3 separate regions of the Mus musculus genome follow, and all the other regions are linked to region 1. Evidence: chromatin contacts called from public Hi-C and HiChIP or PLAC-seq data. All regions are on one chromosome and are shown on one strand. Each heading gives the region's core, a stretch centred on a gene start, on an enhancer-like site or on the middle of the called end of the contact. The rest is flanking DNA. Distances are from core to core; before and after follow the strand shown. Region 1 has its middle 51 kb from the start of Lnx1. Region 2 has its middle 47 kb from the start of Gm52779. Region 3 has its middle 7.9 kb from the start of Gm52779.

Region 1 (3,633 bases), core at 616-3,115:
AGGCATGCGGTGTCAGTGCTAATTCTGCAATTTTTAAAACAAAACAGCAATCTCACAATATTAAAGAGACCTTTGTGCAGCGTGAGCTGTACCAAGTAGTGGTGGGAAGGAGTCTGACCCAGCTGAGAGTCATTTGAGGGCATCCGGCCTGCCTGTTCTTGTCACGACACACTCCGTCTCCGTTTCCAGAGATGATCACTCAGGTAAAGGATAGCCAGGATGTGACAATCACAGCAAATAACAACTATAAAAAGTGAGATTTCAGCATTCCTTCCCCAAAGTGTTTCCCCCTAAAAGTCATGCGGGTTCTGGCATACAATTAGGACATGCAGCTGCAGCTGGTTTGGAACAAGGAGAACCTGTTTGGAAAAAAAAAAAAAAACCAAAAACACAAAAACACAAAATGGGACCCAGCTGCCTGAAGCAGTTTAGGAAATATCACTTTTCATTACAATGTGGTTTTGAACTGATCTGATCAGTTAATCAAAACAATAGACTAGAGCTTCTTAAATTAAAAGTTTAAAGGCTTTTGGGGTGTTTGTTTGTTTGTTTTGGGGTGGTGTTGTGTCTCGGCTTTCCGACAGCCTGAAATAGCATCATGAATTTCTCCTTCTAAGACCTCTATGACACCGTGCACTGTTCTTTTCATTCAGGATGTCTACCGTTGCTGCTTTCCTTGCTTTTAGTAAATGCCAGTCATGTTGCCAGAGTTGGAAGCAAGGTCGTGGAAGCTGTAGCCTTTGTCGAATGGAGCCCGGGATGCGCCTCTTCTCTGTCACTCTCCCAGAATATGCCAAGTTTAGTCTTGCAGCCCTGCCTGCACAGAGCCCAGAAAGAAGTGAATCCCCTTCAAAGAGAAATGTCTGTAACTTACAGAGAGCAAAACAAAAACAGCAACAGTGAAAAAGACCAAAACACAAACGTCTTGGGATGATTGGCCTCAACCTCATCCTGAGCATCCTGCACAGATGGCTCAAACTTTCTGCAATTTGGAATTTAATGAGGGGTTTTAAATTTAATCATTGCTTCTAAAAACTGGACTTTCTTCATGTCATAACTCAATTTACTTTCTCCCTCCCCTCTGCAGTCTCTGAATCCTACTCAGGAGAGAATCAGGTGGGAACCTGTAAACACAGAAAGAGTGGGAAAGGCTGTGTGATCAGAGGCTGCAACAAGACTTGACCCCCTCGGAAAGCAGGAGGAAGAGATGGGAGCAGGATGCGTGTTCCCACTGCTAGCTTTTCCAGAGACTCTTAGATACCACCTAGGCCTTCCAGGTCTGCTTTCCTTCTGTGACAAGAATGGAATACTTTTTTTTTTTTAAGAGCAAAATACCATTAGAATAGCACCAAGAAAGGAACAAGACCCCCAGCTCCAGAGACAGGATGCGGAGCTCTGCTCTGACCCAGGTGACTCAAGATGAAACTGTTCCATTAAATTCCTCAGAGAGTTTGACCAAGTTTCCCCAAAACATCTAGGACCTGGGAGACACTAGTTTTCTCAGCTAAGGCCAACAATGACTTCCATCTTTATGATTCCAGTATGATATTTATTTGACAAGCAAGTTATACATGGGTATATCCGAAGTTGGCTATGAAAGGAACACTTTCAGCAGGGCCTGCTGGCCCACATCTGCCACCCAGCACGTGGTTGGCTGAGGCAGGATAAGCTCCAGTTTGTGGCCAGCGTGGAGTACATAGTGAGCTGTAGGCCTGAGCTACATGATGGGAATCTGACTCAATAAAAATAAACAAAGACAGACAGACAGACAAGGAAAATAAATGGTGTAAAGTATACTACCAGTCCATGACCCTTGAAGAGGAGGTTCTGGTGGGAACGTAATGAAGAGCCAACCAGGAGCCTTAGGTGGTTCGCTGGCTTTCTGAAGAGGCAAGTGGATAGTGAGTGATTCATGGACCATGAGACCCACAATTGCCTGACTAAGCCACCCACCAAAGAGTGATGGGGGTGGGGGATGGAAGCAAAGGAACAACATGTCTCAGCTGGCCTGGCATCCCTGTACCAGTGTAGCTTGCCTAAACCAGGACACTTAGAGGCTGCACAAGGGGCTGGTGTGATGGCCACACCTTTGATCCCAGTACTCAAGAGATAGACCAGCCTGGTCTACAAAGCAAGCTTTGGGACAGTTGGGGCTGTTGCAAAAAAAGAAACTCTGCCTTGAAGAAAGAGAGGAGAGAGAGGAGAGGCACTACACAAGCACCTTCAGTGCCTGCCAGGCCTCAGCATAAGACCTGAGAGGCAGAGGGAAGGAGAACCTTACTTTTCTAGACAGCATCCTAGCCCCAGATTGGTCAACGACTCCTGATGGCACCAGGCACTTCTCCCATTATTTCTCCTTTCCCAAGGAACAGCCCAGGAGTCTAAGGAAAGCCAAGGAGAGCGGTTCCATACTACTTACCCAGTCCTTTTCCAGTAGACAGGAAGTCTCTTCCAAATATGGACAGGAAGTTGTTTCCTGGTTCTGCCTCAATGCAAATAAATAAAATCCCTGTGTGAATAAATAATCTAGTTGGTGTCCCAGCATTGTCTAACACATGCTAACCAGGATTCCAGAGGAGACTATGAGGGTGTGGCGGGGTGGGTGAGTCACCATAGTTTTGCAAATTCATATAAAACCGAAAACAGATGAACTCCCAGCTTAGGGTTTTTTAGTTCTGAGTGACTCAAGGCAAATATGTTGGTTATTAGAATTTGGAACACACACACCCACCCCTTAAGTTGATGTTCTAAAGTTAAATGGTGCTTGCTTTCCCAAAGCTAGTCACTGAACATTTTTATAGCAGTACAATATTCTCTCTTGACTGTTGGCTTCATGAGGAATGAATTACAAAATCTAACATGGGAAGTCAGAAATGGATTCAACTGACACTTCCGGAGCTCTGCCTGACCCTTCCCTGGCCAGGACACAACTGTTTGAGAAGAATGGACGCTTGGGAGAGAGGGGAGGGTATAGATTCTAAGGCCACAGGTGCTTGCTCACTGCCTGGTCTGCCTGGGAAGTCAGTGCCTGAGTCTGAGTGAGGACATCAAATTCCCCTCTGTAGATATTTAAGAAACTCAGGCTGACAAGATAGCTTAGCAAGGACCTTTGTCCTTCAAGCCTGACAGGTACAGACACTGGAGACCTCACAGAGGCGATAGAAAACCAAGTCTACAAGGTAGTCCTCTGAATGCCACAATCACGCTGTGGAGCGAGTGCCCACCCAACAAAATAATCCCCCGCTCATAATACCAAGAACGAGTTCAATTTAAAAATTAAAAGAAAGTCAGTTTTCTTAAATGCCCCAAATTAAGAGGAAATAGTGTGTGTGTGTGTGTTTTTTTTTTTTTTCATATTCACATGGCTCTTTACTGGATTAAAATTTCAGGCCTTGTTACGTACCCAGACTCAATAAAATCTGCTCCTGCCTTCATGAAAGAAACCTAGCTGTGGGTAGAAACATGGATGTGGAAAGGTAAACTATAAATATATTAGGCAAATGGATACAGAATGCAATAGGCTGGTAGATTGCTCAATCATGGGCATAAGGACCTGAGTTTCATCACCAGGACTGCCACAAAAACTCTGAGCTTAGTACTACACTCCTGTAATGCCAGTTCTGGGAAGGTGAA
Region 2 (3,421 bases), core at 321-2,820, 140 kb before region 1:
GGTCAGAGGCCAACTTGTGGAAGTTATCTCTTTTCATTATGTGGGTTAGGGGAATCCAACTTAGGACATCTGTCTTGGTACTAAGTGCCTTTGTCTGCTGAGCAAGATCCTATGGTTGCTGCACCTTAATAACTACTGAAGACTCTTTAATAAAGTTTTTGTCTACTTGTGAATGGGGTTTCATTGAGCTCTTCTATCCTAGGGAAGGGAGGAAGAGAGGGAGGGAGGGAGGGAGGGAGAGAGAGAGAGAGAGAGAGAGAGAGAGAGAGAGAGAGAGAGAGAGAGAGAGAGAGAGAGAGAGACTTAGTCCACACGTAATTAACTACAAGGATGTAGAAGTGACAGATGAGCAATTTGCCTTCCTTGGAGGCTCTGCAGCTTGAGAAGACAGACAGAAACTGGAGTCCCCTCCTCGGTGTGGTAACTACCTTTCCATTGTTGTGACCTAATATCCCACGGAAGGAAGTTAAGGAAGGGGGAGTTTATTTGGCTGGTGTTTTTGGGTTTTACAGACCATCATAGCAGGGAAGACATGACAGCCAAGTTATGAAGCCTTTGATGACTACGTTACATATGCAGCCAGGAATCAGAGAGAAATGAACCCTCTCACACTATCTTCTATGTGTTCTGTGCCATCACTCCTTAGGGGACCAGAGGGTCCTTTACAGTCCCATCCCGAGTCACCCTCACTGCTGTAAAAGTCCATAATCTAATCTACCCTTAGGGGATTAAAGTGATTTAGGAAAGCAACCTGGGCCACCAGCTTGGGACCCAGGATGGGGCCTTCCCACTTACTCATTATTAAGACTGATAGACTAATAATTCTATACCACGTGGGCAAGCATTTCCTACGAGCCATTCCTATATCTTGTTCCTCAATACCCCCAAGTTTGTAGTCTATGGCACAGAGAGCATGGATTGAGGTGTTTTGTCTTGTTTTGTTTAGATTATTTTATGTATGCGAGTACACTGTTCCTCTCTTCGGACACCCCAGAAGAGGGCATCAGATCCCATTACAGATGGTTGTGTGTCACCGTGTGGTTGCTGGGAATTGAACTCAGGACCTTTGGAAGAGCAGTCAGTGCTCTTAACCGCTGAACCACATCTTCAACCCAGAGAGTGAGTTTTGACAGCTGGACAGTGTGTGGTTGTAAAACATAGTTCATTTTCCTGGGTTTGGGATAGCCTTGAGAAACAAAAAGGGTAAGCCTGTGGTCACCGAGCACTCTGTAGTTCTGGATAGAGGGTCTCATTCCTGAATCACCCTCTGTGCTGTGAAAGTTCCTAATTCCATAATGGAGGAGTTGCAGAGGTCATGGAGAGATCCCGTCCTTAATATGACTCAAAGCTTCATTATGCCAAGGAATGCTCTCTCTCAGGGCAGTGTTCTATAACGAGGTCAGCACATTTCGCCACAAAGCCCAGATCCTGGAAATATCTGAGTAATACCAGTATCATGTCTTCACGGGGGTGACATAGTCTCCTATCCGACCCCTAGGAGTGCAGACCGCCTGATCTCAAGCGCTTTGTCTCCTCCGGGTGCTTTTCTCGGTTAACTACCCAGTCATCTCCTTCTGCAGCCAAGAACAATCTTGGTCTGCATCTTTGCTTTCCAGTCAGGAAGGGTGGTGCAGCTCAGTCCTGTCTGACACATGCTGCTGATTCACTATGGCTCTAGGGAAATCCCTCCTTGCTATTTTATTAGAATATGAATCTGGTAGCAGGGGTCAGATTTCAGTTCGGTTTGTAAAAGCACAGTGGAAACACTCATGTGGTTAAGCCTGAGGGTGGATAGATATGTATTTCTTTCATGTGTTTTGTTTAGGGACAGTGTCTCGCATGGAGTCCAGGCTGGCCTCAACCTCATAATCCTCCTGCCTCAGCTTCCCAAGTGTTCTCTTTTGTCTCTCTTTTATTATGCTATGAGACTAAGAACTATCAAGGACACCTTGTTCTCAAAGGCCCAAGCATGAAGAATTTATGAAATTGGAAGCCAGTTTGCAAGTAAGGATATATTGAGGCCTTGGTTGAGCTGTTTTTTTTTTAAAGGAATTTTTAAATTAAAATGTCAAATACCAACTGATTATTTAATTGTGGTATTTTGTTCATATATGTCACTATATTTGTATTGAACCATCTCTCCCACTGTCCCCTTTCCTCTCTGACTCTGTCCTTGTTGTTCTCAGCCTGAAGAGTCAGGCATAAACTCAGAAGGGGATAAAAGATAGAGTCACATCCAGGTCTCTGGTCAACAGGGGCAGGCTGTGTGAGGCCATTCTGGATTCACTGTCACTCGGAGGGATCCCCTCCTCAGAACATACTCATAGAGTGAGAGAGATAATTTGACAGACCCTGTGGTAAGATTGCTATGGTGGGAAATGCTCAATGCTTGGTCTCCAACTGCTGGTGCCATCTGAGTTTGTGCAGAGGTGAAGCTTTGCTGAAGGAAGTGGACCACTGGGAACAGAACTGGGATTCTGTAGTCTGGCCCCACCAGCTCCTATGCTCTCTGCTTCCTGACTACAACACAATGTGACCAGCTGCCCCTCACTCCTGCTGCCAGGGCCTCCCACCATGAAGGCTTTATCCCCTCAACCGATGGTCTATAATTCACTCTCTGTCCCTCAGTAGCATCTTGTTGGCTATACTGTCTTAGCAGCAAAGAAAATGATACTGCAGTTGTGATAGCGCATCCATTAGAGAGTCGGAGGCACAAGAATTGGGGTTTGGGGCTCTGGCAATGGGATCCTGCTGCTACACATAATGAGAATGAGGATGGCCGCCAACTGGCCCATTCACCCAACAAGTGTGCGACACCTTGAAGGTTCTGGGGCAGGAGATCGAGGTTAACCAATAAAGGGAGTGTCTGCTCCCAAGGGTTTGCTCCATAGTCCAGCAGGGAGCTCTGGGAAATCATAGAATTGCTAAGAAAAGACAAACAAGGGCTAGACAATGCAGCATCCTGGAAGAGCCAAGGGGGCTTCCTGGAAGCCTAGATGTCTACGTATCCCATAGGAAGGATTTAGTCAGAGAAGGGGTTGATGTAAGAGTGGTGTGGGCTCTGGATAGCTAACTACAGAGGACCAAGCTAAGGCTGCTCAGCACAAGTTGCAGGAGAAGCCGAGCAAGGGCAAGGTCAGGTCTTGCAGAGCCCTGACAGTGCATTCTAATGGAAGCAGAGTTTTCATTAGAGAGAAATGAGAGCTACTGAGGCCGCCTGAAAATGGCTGGATTCTTAATTAGACCTGGAGCTAGGTGATCTTACACCAGTCACTTGTTTTGGGAAGGTGACTGTGATGGCTATTCTTGGTTGTCAACTTGACAACCTCTGGAATGAACTAGAACCCCCCAATGGAGGGACACACCTGTGAGGGATTTTTGCTTAATTTGAAGTGGGAAGATCTACTTCTAATTGGATCTT
Region 3 (3,736 bases), core at 743-3,242, 180 kb before region 1:
GATGCCTTTGCCCAAGGAAGTGAGCCTGCAGGTCAGTCATCAAAGGAAGATGATTAAGCCTCCCCAGCCCTGACTCAGTCCCTCATTGTTTCAAATTGTTTCATCTTTGTTTCAGCACTGGACTTTTGGAGGGTTTTTTTTCTCTTTCTTTCTTAAAAAGTTAAAAATCACATCTGTTTATTTATTATGAATAATTGATTAATTAATTAATTGTGTGTGTGTGTGTGTGTGTGTGTGTGTGTGTGTACCAGATCTTGCATGCAGAGGTCAGAGAATAACTTGTTTCTCTCCTACCATTGTGAGTTCTCGGATCAAACTCTGATTATCAGACTCAATACCCACGGAGCCAATTTGCCAGCCCCGCTCTCTTTTATTGAGGACCACAATCTAGGACCTTGTACATCCAAGGCGAGTAGTGCTCCACTGCTGAGCTCCGTTCACCCTGGGGGATCTGGTCTTATTCCTTAATGTGATGGAGGAACAGGGGTGGGAGACAGGAATTCACATCCCAGACAGTGTTTCTTTGTTTCTTCCCTCCTGGCAGGTCACAGGGTCAACCCAGGTCCTCCTTGAGAGAGCTCAAATACCAGGCAGGATGCTGATAGGACTGGAGACTTGGCAGATGGAGCAGGGACACATTTGGGGCTTCCCAGGGTGCTGGCAGCTTCTATCATGAAGTCAGGGACAGGATCTACACGTGTATGCTGCTTCTGACATAACACCCTCTCAGAAAGCCCATGACTGCTGGCCTTTCCCCGAGGGTCTCCAGAGATCTCTCTCCCACCCTTCCTTCTACTCCCCTCCTGTCTCCCTTAGTTCTTTTCTTCAATCAATTACTTATTAACGCTCATCAACACCCGCTCCGTGCCAGGCCCTGGCCTGGGTACAGTGGTGATGAGGTTACATTTTGGTTCAGTGGATTATAGTAGGATGCAGCTTTGATCCCACTAAACGCCTTAAAAAAAGAAAACTCTTTTTGACTTTGTGTTAGGGCCATTTGGGAGGCCGGGAGATGGCAACTGTTTTATGGTCTTGGTGTCTGACAGACCTGCCTACAAACATTCTTCCTGGAGAGGTTTGTTTTTGTTGTTTTGTTTTTGAACTGAAGGGAACTCCAAAGCTCCTTTTTCTCATCTATAAAATGTGACGTACAGTTTAGCACTGTCATAGTCAGGGTTTCTATTCCTGCACAAACATCATGACCAAGAAGCAAGTTGGGGAGGAAAGGGTTTATTCGGCTTACACTTCCATACTGCTGTTCATCACCAAAGGAAGTCAGGACTGGAACTCAAGCAGGTCAGGAAGCAGGAGCTGATGCAGAGGCCATGGAGGGATGTTACTTACTGGCTTGCTTCCCCTGGCTTGCTTCTCTCTTATAGACCCAAGACTACCAGCCCAGGGATGGCAGCACCCACAAGGGGCCCTCCCCCCCTTGATCACTAATTGAGAAAAGGCCTTACAGTTGTATCTCATGGAGGCATTTCCCCAACTGAAATTGCTTTCTCTATGATAACTCCAGCTTGTGTCAAGTTGACACACAAATCCAGCCAGTACAAGCATTCTGTTGTAGTGGTGATTAGATGAGATAGGTTGTTAGTAATAATGGTTAACACGTAACTGGTAAAGATCTATCCATTTGTTGAGTGTCTTTTATATCCCAAGCAGAGTTCTGAAGGCTAGGGAGACAGATGTGAGAAAAATAAGCCATCTATGCTGAACTCACAAAAGCCTGCGCCGGCTAGACTTTCTAGGTATCTCAAGTGGAGTTTGAAGTCAGGCTGGTGCCAAACTATTCTTGTGCATCTCATCAGCTTGCCTCTGGCTGCACAAGAAATGGTGAGGAGAAAACTGCAGAATGCAGTGGTCAGTCAGTCATGTGCGAGCCCGTCGGAACACATCAGCTGAGCACCTGCATGTGCCTGCCCTGTGGGATGTGACTGTGACACACAGCCAGGCGAGACTGCTACTCTCATGACACACTGTGGCAAGAATAGTGATGACAAACAGGTGAGTAAGATACTTCCCAGTAGCCAGAGTGCCATGAGGAATGGGGAGGTGTGCTCAGGAGGAAGCAAGAGGTGGAATGTTCTGGAAGAGATTCTGGGGAATCAGACAGCTGAGCTGAGTCTGGGATCGGGCATTGGCTGCAGGAAGGGCCAGAGCAAGCATTGCTGGCCACCATTGAGTCTTTCCAGTGGTTTTTCTATTCCAGCGTCCAGCTGTTTCTCATCTAGTTCCAGAGGAAAATGATGTAGAGAAACTTGTGTTTTGTCGAAGATTTATAATTTAACCTTTCTGGTTCTAGAGCCAATTCTGCCATGAACAAACAATCTTAACTCCACAGTTTCCTCTGAGCGCTGGGACTTAAGAATTCCTTTCAGAGGGCCAGCTGCGTGAGTTCTTCTGCTGACACGCACCAGGAAATGATCCATCTCTAGACTTTGAATCCAAAAGGTCCTTTTCTAAATGTCCTCTCCATAACTGGTCTCCAGTGAGTCAGCGCTGCACCAGCGGAATGTGACTCACTCTGCCTAAAGAGAAAATGGAAGGATTCTCAAATATATTGAGGTCTACGAACAGGAGGATCTGAAGCACGCCCACGAGACTTAAAGCAGTTTACCTGTGGCAGGCATACACAGAGAGGTGTCCATTCCTTATCTTTGTGGTCCAGCCTAGTTCTGACTACAGGCAAGATCATTCTTTGCAATGAAAGACATCTTAAAAAAGTATTCTTTTTATTTTATGAGTGAATGTTTTGCCCACATGTATATGTATGTACCACATGTATACTTGGTGTCGAAAGAGGTCAGAAAAGGACATGAGATCTCCTGGAACTAAAGTTGTGAATGGTTTTGAGCTACCATGTGCGTGCTAGGAATTGAACTCAGGACCTCTGCAAGAGCAGCAAGTGCTCTTAACCACTGAGCCATCTCCCTAGCCTGAAAGTAAATTTTTTTTTTTAAATTCTGGGTTTATAGAGGATGGCTCAGTGGTTAAGAGCACATACTGTTCTTTTAGAGTCTGGTACTCAGTATCCATGGTGACAGGCTCACAACCACTTGTAACTCCAGGGGGAAGCTGGCTCCTCTGGCTCCTCTGGCTCTCTTGAGCACCTGCACTTAGGTGCACACATCCACACTCAGACCTTCCATACACACAATTAAAAATAACAATAGTAAATCTTTAATTAAAAAGTCATTTCTTTCCATTACCTGTATAAATGTGTTTTTTTTTTTTTAAAAATTGTAAGAGGGTTCAGAAAATCCTTGGCCATGTCTTTATGTTAGATCCTGAACATATGATGAGTATAGCCAAAGAGAATCGCCCTTAAGGTAGATTACACCATAGACTACAATACCAAAGGCAGTTGGATGCTACAAGGAAGGAGAGCTGCAGAGACGGCTCAGTGGCTGAGAACTCTTGCTGCTCTCAGAGGGCTCAGGTTTGGTTCTCAGAACCTGCACAGAGGCTCACAGCTGTCTGTAACTCCAGTTCCAGCGGATCTGACAACCTCTTGTGGCCTCTATGGGAAGCAGCCGTATGTGTAGTTCAGACATAGATGCAGGGAAAAAGAAAACACCCATTAACATAAAATATTTTTTTTAAACTTAAAAAAAAAAAAAAAGGAAAATAGACTTGTCATGGTTTGGACACAAAATGGCTTCAAAGTCTCCTGAGTTGAAGACTTGGTTACCAGATGGTGGCATTACATAGAGGTCATTGGATCACAAGGGCA

What was found. HiChIP or PLAC-seq counts read pairs in DNA pulled down with a chosen protein or histone mark. Hi-C and Micro-C count contacts between places; a contact is called where the count stands out from the background.
Region 2: a Hi-C map of embryonic fibroblasts shows a contact between it and region 1, with 2.1 times the contacts expected there. The contact joins two enhancer-like sites. A contact is called at or near these places in 4 of 484 Hi-C or Micro-C datasets (embryonic fibroblasts, embryonic stem cells and trophoblast stem cells), 2 of 115 datasets of contacts at active chromatin or transcription factors (both in embryonic stem cells) and 1 of 9 other capture datasets (embryonic stem cells).
Region 3: a CTCF HiChIP or PLAC-seq map of the NIH/3T3 cell line shows a contact between it and region 1, with 7 read pairs. The contact joins two enhancer-like sites. A contact is called at or near these places in 1 of 15 datasets of contacts at CTCF or cohesin (the NIH/3T3 cell line) and 2 of 484 Hi-C or Micro-C datasets (adipose-derived mesenchymal stem cells and epiblasts).

The regions. Positions count from the first base shown.
Region 1 is chr5:74,752,128-74,755,760 of GRCm38.p6, reverse strand. No RefSeq gene overlaps it. Among named protein-coding and RNA genes, the nearest start is that of Lnx1, 51 kb to the right of the region's middle. Within about 2 kb of position 1,865, at least 54 of the 459 cell types and tissues checked have an H3K27ac peak or open chromatin away from gene starts, as enhancers often do. A contact at or near this core is called in the NIH/3T3 cell line and embryonic fibroblasts, where this site is marked.
Region 2 is chr5:74,895,445-74,898,865 of GRCm38.p6, reverse strand. No RefSeq gene overlaps it. Among named protein-coding and RNA genes, the nearest start is that of Gm52779, 47 kb to the left of the region's middle. Within about 2 kb of position 1,570, at least 71 of the 459 cell types and tissues checked have an H3K27ac peak or open chromatin away from gene starts, as enhancers often do. A contact at or near this core is called in embryonic fibroblasts, where this site is marked.
Region 3 is chr5:74,934,532-74,938,267 of GRCm38.p6, reverse strand. No RefSeq gene overlaps it. Among named protein-coding and RNA genes, the nearest start is that of Gm52779, 7.9 kb to the left of the region's middle. Within about 2 kb of position 1,992, at least 56 of the 459 cell types and tissues checked have an H3K27ac peak or open chromatin away from gene starts, as enhancers often do. A contact at or near this core is called in the NIH/3T3 cell line, where this site is marked.